2 separate regions of the Danio rerio genome follow, and region 1 is linked to region 2. A link is a contact called in public HiCAR-type data. All regions are on one chromosome and are shown on one strand. The core of a region is the stretch at or near the end of the contact, and the rest is flanking DNA. Distances in the headings are between cores, read along the strand shown.

Region 1 (4,641 bases), core at 1,294-3,793, 94 kb after region 2:
GTGATATTTTGACATTCTGAAAAGACAGTGCCAATCAAAATTAAACGGTCTCAGCTTTATTAACAAACACAAGACAAAAGCTGATCAGTTATCTTTTGTCTAAAAACAGCCAGAGGCACAGAAAACACTGATGAGTGTGTATAGTATCAACAGCCCTGCCCTTCAGCCGCATTGAAATCCTGATGACTTTTCGACATGCATGAACGGACAGCCGCAAAACTCAGGATAAAACCTGTTTAACAACTAATTTGCTTCTATTTACCTTTCAGAAAGTCTGTTAAATTAAAACAACATCATAAAAGAGTTAGTATTTTTCAGATTTAACCAATGCATTTTTTCTGCATATAGTCTTATGTTTCAAAACAATGAGTCATAAGAAAACTCGGTAAAAAAATACATATTTTCTACATATAACATGTCAGTTTATTTTCTTTTTTCCCTTAATACTCTATAATTATTTAAGATAAAGTTGAACTACATATAGCTTAAATAATAAGATAAAACTATATATCCAATTGTTATTCACAATTCTCTCATAACACTTGCATTTATGTGTCCAAATTATGCAGACTAAACACCACTTGGACACTTCATTTCCAACATTCAGTCCAAATACATCCTCCCAACTTGTTAGATTTCTCACTTTCCCCTGTCAATTTTCATATATTTTTTCCTATCAACATCAGCAGTGAACTTTCATGCATTTTATAAAGTACCAAAGCCTCATCTATTAATTACACTGAAAAACGGCTCAAAACTAAATAGTGCTGTATTTTACATTATAAGCAAAGCACAGCGATTATTCTTTTAAAATGACACAAAACCATCAGTCCTATTTTGCCTAGGTAGGTAATGCATGAAATCCCTACACGCAATTCACAGATCATGCAATGTTTTTTCAAAAAAAAAAAAAACATGCAAAACTTCAGCAAAAACACACAGGGGTCCACCCACAAACAGGCATTCTGCTTTCACTATAGCCAAATCTCTTTCCTTCACGACACACTCCAGCACACTGACAGACGCTGATAGGGTTGCTGCTTCTCACACACTGTTTTTTCATTAGGCAATTTACACAAACACACACACACACAGGCTATGTCTGGTGGTAGCAAACTGGAGATAATCTGCACTGCAGACGTTGCAAATGTGTTTAGAAATCATCAAACTCCTCCTGTCATTTAGTGTGGGTACACATGCAGAGCTGTTTAATGAGTCAGTATTGTTAAAAATACAGTTATCACTCTCAAAGAAAGTTGTTATTCAGGTGTTTACTATGCAGCAGAAAGCTTGTATTGTGGCTGTAATAACAGTTAATTAAATAGTTAAGCATAGCTGAGGTAAATGGCATAGACAAGAACACTTCTGCAGAGAGGTTTAATGCTTACAATAATTAATTATAGCATTGTAATGTATATTTTAAAAATAATAGACTAATTATAAACGTCTACACAACAAATCTATTTATTCTTACTAGATAATATTTACCCCAAAATGGGCAGGTGAAAACTACTATTAAGAAAAGACCTCCCTCATTTGAATATTCATACATTTGATATTATATCTGTGTAACTTGCAAAGTGACAGAGCTACAGTAACTACTGTCTGTGTACCGCCGCAAATAATAAATGGAGAAACGAAACAGTGTTGAGTTTAGTATTAGTGGAAACTTTTGGTTTGAAACTTTTTCCATGTGCTCAAGTTGAAGGCAGGGGCGAGTGATAACAGAAACTTTTATAGCATTCGACTGTGCAGCAGCTGTCAGACTGATGGTGGATCTGTCTCAAACCACTTAAAGGCGCCAATGTTGCTCAAAAAGGCTGTCAAGGCAGGCAGCTAACAAGGTTTGGAGCCGCTATGACCGTCTTCAGGACAGGGTGTCCAGGTGCTTCTTGGTTAGACATTAGTTGACTCGGCCGCCTAAACTTGCCCCTTCTCGTTTTCATTGGCTGAATTTACAACCGCACAAAAACTAAACAAAACTGCAGCTGCTGGTATGAAGAGAAGCCGGCGAGCGAGGTGGTTTCAGCGGCGCGCGCTGCTGCTGCTTTTAATAACGTGTTTCGCCTTTGCGATCCATGAAAGATTCATGAGTTAATCTATACCGACAGACTGTGCGAGAGTATCCCGAAGTAGAGGCACTGACCTGCGGGGCCTAGCGGCGGCTGCTGCCCGTCCTCCCCGAAGATCAGTCTGAAGTCCAGCTCTTCATTCCCGGGGCAGTTTGCAGTAGTCATCGGGTTTGACAGCTCGGGCTCACCCGTCTATGTACACCGACTCTTTAATAAACTCACTACATTGACTAATAATGAAGGCAAAACTTTTAAACTTTTCCTCCGTGCTGTACTTCTCTAAGTCCGAGCAGAAAATATTATTGCTTGTCCCTCAGAATAATCCAAACTGCTCGACCTTCTGCAGGGATTCAGCGAACTCGCAGCGACGGTCGGAACTTTTTTTTTTTTTAGCCCGTGGCGTGAAGGGGGGGTGAGGGTTGTGCGTCAGCGCGACCGTTGATCGAGTTCGTCCGTAATTTCGCTGCTGCTCTCCGTCTCTAGCTCCTATCCCAACTTTTACTAACAGCGCGTGACAGGGCAGTTCCAGCGGTGACGTCAGCCAAGTCGGCAGACAACACAAGCGCGCGCGCGCGCACACACACGCACTCAGTCACTCGCGCGCGCGCACACACACACAGATGCACACATACACACACAGAAGCGCAGTGGGTTTATGGGTGTTGTAGTTTCTGTGAAGACAGAACTACAGTTGAATCAGTCGTGCGCTTTCGAAAGCACGTGTTTCGGTGTAGTTTACTATGCTATTAATAATGCTATAAATTATGCATTGGACATTTATTTAAATATTAAAGTAAACTAATTTAACTAATTTAAATTGGATCATTAAAATAACTTATTTTGTATCTATTTATTACTACACGTTACATTGTGGGGTCATTTGTTCCATATGGTAAGTAGATTAATAAATACAGAAATAAACAGCTTTGCATTCATCAATTTTATAGATTATGTTTCATTATTAGCATTACAATATTAATGTGTATCTATTTGCTTAATGACAGTAGCAGTCCGCATGAACTGTTAAATAAAATAATAGTACATCAACATTGTGTGCCTCACTGAAAGCTTGAGTGTCTGGCCATTTACTCATGAGGTTAGTTAGGGTTAAATGCTTTGAAGTAAACATACTGAACTTTCTTTAATTCGTCATCACACTCACCCAAACATGTATTTTTGTGCACATTTCTCTAGCATGAAAACACACTCTCTAATTGAATACATAATCGTTGTTCCACGAAGTATAGCACAAGAAACAGAGTTAAAATACTAATAATAATATTTCTTCATCAAATTACTCAACCATGTGCAGTGCTTGTTTAGCTCATTAACCTATGATGAATCATTGAAGTGCTCTAAAGCAGGGGGTGTCAATCAATGATCTTGGGACACCTAGGGGCCATAAACAGTTCAGGGGGACTCTACACTCTCAGAAATAAAGGTATACGAGCTGTCATTTTCAAAAAGCACACTTTTGTACTTAAAGGGTTCATATTGGTACCTTAAAAGTATTTATTAGTACCTAAAATTTTAAGAGGAAACTTTTTAGGTACTAATATGTACCTTTGAGGTATTCATATGGACCTTTTAGGTACAAGTTTGTACCTTTTGAAAAGGTACCACACCAGAGACAGCTCACAAACCTTTAATTCTGAGAGTGTAGGATACTTGGTAACACTCAGAATAGTTACCTATATACATAGGGTAATAAATATATATTTATAATCATTCATTCATTTTGTTTTGGGCTTAGTCCCTTTATTAATCTGGGGTTGCCACAGCAGAATGAACCGCCAACTCATCCAGCATATGTTTTACGCAGTGGATGCCCTTCCAGCTGTAACCCTTCACTGGGAAACATCCATTACACTTATTTACGCACATACATCATGGGCAATTTAGCTTACCCAATTCACTTATACCGCTTGTCTTTGAACTTGTGGTGGAAACCCACGTGAACACAGGGAGAACATGCAAACTCCACATAGAAATGTCAACTGACCCAGCCGAGGATCGGACCAGTGACCTGCTGTGAGTTGCTGTTAGGCGATTGTACTACCCACTGCGCCACCTTGACGCCCCTTATATTTATAATATTGAAGTTAATTTTAGATTAAATTAACAAACATGTAAGCATGCTAACACAGTATAAAATAATTAAATAATAAACCATCTTTAGTATGAATTGACATAAAATGAATAATATTCTTTATCAAATTATATATAGCTAATTACAAAATTCAGTACTACAATAATAAAATGAACTTATTTAACTAAATAGTTTTTCAAATAATATTCTTATTTAGTCCCATTGATAATATTTGTTTCTTTGCAGAATTGTTTCTTTATTCAGTCATTCAGTTTATGCAAGCTTTTAGATTATAGAATGGAGGTCCATAACACATGGGCAGCCATAAAAAAGAAAGAAAAAAAAACCTGCACTAAAGTGACTTGGTGATGTTGTTAAAGTTCATTCAGGAAGAGCATTCTTGAGAAAAAGACACCACAGTCTAAATATAAATCTTTTTACGTATCCTCAGTTTTCTTGTCTGATATAAATATACACCTC
Region 2 (4,486 bases), core at 1,532-4,031:
GTCACATTTGATCAAGTTAATGCATCCTTGTTTAATGAAACTTCAGAGTTTTGAGTGGTAGCACATGCTAGGGAATTTTCATATTGATCATCTGAAAACAATTCCTATAACTGACCACTGAATGGCAGTGTTGAGCTGTGTAAAGTCGAGGACAGACAACATCCTCGAGGGTTAAGAAAAATAAGAGTCAGATGGAGGTATGAAGAAGAAAAACAACTTTGGTTTGTGAATTCTCAAATCTGACATCCTCAACTGAGACATTATTTTTTTTAACAGAAGCAGTCTTACTAAGATGACACAAACCCCACTATAAAACCATCCTCTACACTTCTTTAACTACCAGGCTTTGATGCAGGCAGTTGCATCAGTTCATTATGAGTTTAATGGTCTTTGAATACATTTCCTTTAGCCTGTCGGCTGGGGCTTTCAGAGCACTATGAAGAGGCTGCATAAAATCGATCCATTGTTAAAACACATGTTCTACATCCCAGAAGACAGTGCAGCAAGTGTGGTAATTACTTCAGCAGGCCAGGAGACTATAGTTCATCCAAAAATGAACTCACTATTTTCTCAATTTCAACTAATGCCTTATACATTTCTTTTTTCCAGCTAAACATATAAGATATTATGCAGAATGTTAGAAACCAGTAGTCATTGGCTGTCTGTTGTATCATTTATTATTTATCTTAATATTTTTTTATTATAATTTGTTTGCATTATTTTCCTGATTGTTGATTTTATTTTGTGAATTTTATGTTGTGTGGGGTATATAAGTTTAAAATAAAAAAGGTTCAATGACAAAAAAAAAAAAAAAAAAAAAAAACAGTAGTCATTGAAATGTATAGTAGGATATAAAAATAAATAGTATGGAAATGTTTTCAGCATATCTCCAATTAAGTGTTGGGTAAGATAACTAAAAAAAGTAAAGAATTAATAATTACATAATTAAAAATACTTTTCTAAATACTTTTGTCTAAAATGTAACTTAATTACCAAGTAATTGAAATACTTGACTTAGTACTATTTACATTTTTTTTTAATCTTCTATACACTCACTTTGCTGCTTGTTTACACTACTTATTTAAAATGAGTTAAAACATTGCAACTCTTAAAGTGTTTTGTGGGCTCAACATAATTGTTTTATGTTCAATTAACTTAAATTAGTAAAAATTAGTAAAGTTAATTAAAAATAAAAATGTAACTTAATCTATTTGTGTTGGGACAACATGAAGAAATTGTGTGGAACCCAGCATGTTTTACAGTGTATGCATACACAATGGGAATTAAACTGTTTTAATACTTTACATTTGAGCCAAACAAAACCTTTTAATCAGATTTTTTTAAAGATTAACACGTGTAACTAATTGTAAACATTGCATGAATCAATCCAAAACAGTTACAATTAATAAAAGCAAATGTCTTATTGCAAGTGCAGCTCTAACATTCTTTGTTAGAGATAATGTGAAATAAATTCATTATAATATATATTTATAATTATATCATAATTCATTCATTAACTCATTTCTTCATTTTTTTTTCAGCTTAGTCCCTTTATTAATCTGGGGTCACCACAGCAGAATGAACCACCAGCTTATCCAGCTTATGTTTTAAGCAGCAGATGTCTTTCCAGCTGCAAGCCATCACTGGGAAACATCCATACACACTTATTCACTCACATACACTACTGACAATTTAGCTTATCCATGTCACCTGTCCCACTTCTCTTTGGACTTGTGGGGGTAACCGGAGCACCGGAGGAAACCAACGCAATCACGGGGAGAACATAAAATGCCAACTGACCTAGCCAAGGCTCGAACCGGTGACCTTCTTGCTGTGAGGCGATTGTGCTACTCACTGCGCCACCAGGCTACCCTATATAATAATTATATATCATACTCAATATATTTATCAATATTATTTTTATCAATAAAATTTTCATAATCTCTCTCTGTCTCTCTTAAACATCATTTGGCAAATATTAAAAAAAGAAAAAAAATTCAAAGGGGGGTTAATAATCCTGATTTTAACTGTATATATATTAAAGTAATTTATAAACTGTAACTGTATATAAAGAATTATTTTTTGAAGTATGTGCAAATGTCATGATAAATGTTCTTTAGTTAATTTTTTTTGTTATCTTGCCAAATATATTTGTATAACAAAAAAATTACTTAAACTTGCTTAATTAAACTGTTGAAATGATGTTCAGTATTTAAAGGAAGTACATTATAAGTAAACACTGTAATTAAATGACCTTAATGAAAAGTAATCCCATCCTTTAATTTTTTTTTTTTAGAAAAAGAAAATTAATTTAATTGCAGTAACCAGTTACTTTGTAAGTAATTACACCCAACACTGCTTCTGTTGTTTTCAACAGACGTAAGAAACTCAAACAGGTTTGGAACAAGTGCAGGGTGAGTAAAAGATTTGGGTGAACTATGCCTTTCAGCAAGCAGCCAAAGTTTTTCAACAGGTCATCTCTGCAGTCTTCTGATTAATGCTGTAAAAATGCGTCTGATTCTCCCCACGCTCTACTGAATAGTAGAACGCTATGGCAAGCACTACAAAATTGATGCAAAATCAGTCAACAATCATAATGCAAAGGTTCATCCTATAAAAACCAACACAGAAGAACTAGGGCAAAGACGGCTCCTCGCTTTGTGGAAAAAAGAATCGTTCCTCAGGATAGATGGCAGCTTTTTGAAACGCTCACCACAGCATTCAATCACCCGATTTCCAGGCTTGTCATCGGAGTGAAAAAGCCCACATCTATAACAGGCGATGACAAATCTGAGGGAAAAGCTGAGGAGCAGAGAAACAGGTTTGACTGTTGAAGGGGCCGCAGGTATCATTCATACGAGTATACCTGCCTCTGCAGGCGCTTAATAATCCCTGCATTCCTCATCCAGACAGCCCATGACTGACTGGGATGGACCAGCTTTCACCACATTTTCCGACGCAACTAAAAAAAGGTGAGCTCAGTCAGAGTGAACAAATATGCCGCTCAATTCCCTACACAGGATTAGAGCTAAGCTTCAGCAGACGTATATAACGGCATAAACAGTCATTTCCTAACAAGACATCAAAAGCCAGAGAGCTGGACTTGGCGCTAAAAATAACATTAAAGGTAAATGAAAGAATATGTGTGTTCAGATGTGAAATATGGCAGAGGGTGTTTTAAAAAAAAGTGTCAGAGGACCATATAAAGGACTGTGCTGATCCGTTCAGTAAATCAAAATAATGTGAGCGTCGCCTATAACAGGCCTTCTGTATGGCCAATATTTAAAGCAACTGTGCAGTCGCATTGTGCACGTAAAACAACTGACGTTTGTGATGTTTTACGCACGGCTTTTGGCTGTTTAAAAACATCTAAATGTCACCAGACCTAACTATAGCACTCATGTCATTCAGTTTGAGCGTCATGCTTTATGTATTTAGGAATTGCACAAGTATTTTAGTAATTTGTGGTTGCTGAAGATTCTATCTTTTGTTACTTGTGCACAGGGTCTTTTATAAAATTATTTACGTTCATCAAGTTGACATTTTTCCTCGCTTTGTGCACATGTATTGTTATTTAGTCTGTTCAAAGTGTAGAGTTGCTTTGGTACAATTCTTATGTGGGTGATGTTATTATTTGTGATGGTTTTGTGTGCAGAAGTTGCATGTTCTGCGCGCGCGTGTGTGAGTGTGTGTGATGTTTGAAATGCCCAGCCGCTGTCACAGATCATCCTGTTGGCGTAGGCGGCTCTTCCTCTTGCATGAACACTCTTCACACATGCAGACCTGCTCTGGGCTGATTGTGAGTTCTGCTTTAAAACCCACTCTGCCGCTTACGCCGCACAAACAGTCCAACAATCTCACACACATACACACACACACACACACATGAACCTGCACTGCAGAAGTTCACACACACCGTAGATGACTGATACAACTAACAAAATACAGAGTAATTGTAAACGCTGACGCCTCCTGCACACTTTATACCGCAATTTGCAAAGTGTCATCTGAGGTGATTAACACTGGGTAAACATGAATAGGTATTTTTAGGCAAATAAATAAATAAATAAATTAGTTTTGAAAACCACTAATGAATTTGTTCAAAATTTTACCTGGTGTGATTTGATCTCAGCAAGCAAAAACCACTCTTACTTTCCAGAAAAAAAAAAAAAAAAAACGAATTTAAATCAATATTTTAGGCATGGTTCATATCATGAAGGTTGTTTCAAAGCAGCTTCTCAGTAATAAACAGGAAAAGTAATGATGTGTTTTTCAAAAATGGGGCAAATCTATCTTCTGCAGAAAGACGGCTGTAACAGGACAACAGTGTCATTTCTCAGTTACAGTCAATTCAGTGTTGATTCAGTTTAGTTCAATTACTGTAAAGTTCATTGATAATAGGGCTGCACGATATTGGAAAAATCTAACATTGCAATATTTTTTTTATTCTGCGATATATATTGCGATATGAATGCAATTTCACCAG

The links. HiCAR-type assays count read pairs that join an accessible place to other places.
Region 1: a contact with region 2 is called in a HiCAR-type map of caudal fin, with 7 times the contacts expected there. The contact joins the promoter of nfatc3a here to the enhancer-like site in region 2. A contact is called at or near these places in 8 of 18 Hi-C or Micro-C datasets (caudal fin, embryo, hematopoietic stem cells and 1 more) and 3 of 4 datasets of contacts at active chromatin or transcription factors (caudal fin, embryo and pancreas).

Annotation. Positions count from the first base shown.
Region 1 is chr7:35,032,896-35,037,536 of GRCz12tu, forward strand. It overlaps nfatc3a (nuclear factor of activated T cells 3a), which reads right to left and starts at 2,544. Exons shown (of 10, transcript XM_685181.11): 1 at 2,147-2,544. The coding sequence starts at 2,237.
Region 2 is chr7:34,938,765-34,943,250 of GRCz12tu, forward strand. The region is part of intron 9 of nfatc3a (nuclear factor of activated T cells 3a); the gene reads right to left. Among named protein-coding and RNA genes, the nearest start is that of esrp2, 36 kb to the left of the region's middle. Within about 2 kb of position 2,782, at least 9 of the 62 cell types and tissues checked have an H3K27ac peak or open chromatin away from gene starts, as enhancers often do. A contact at or near this core is called in caudal fin, where this site is marked.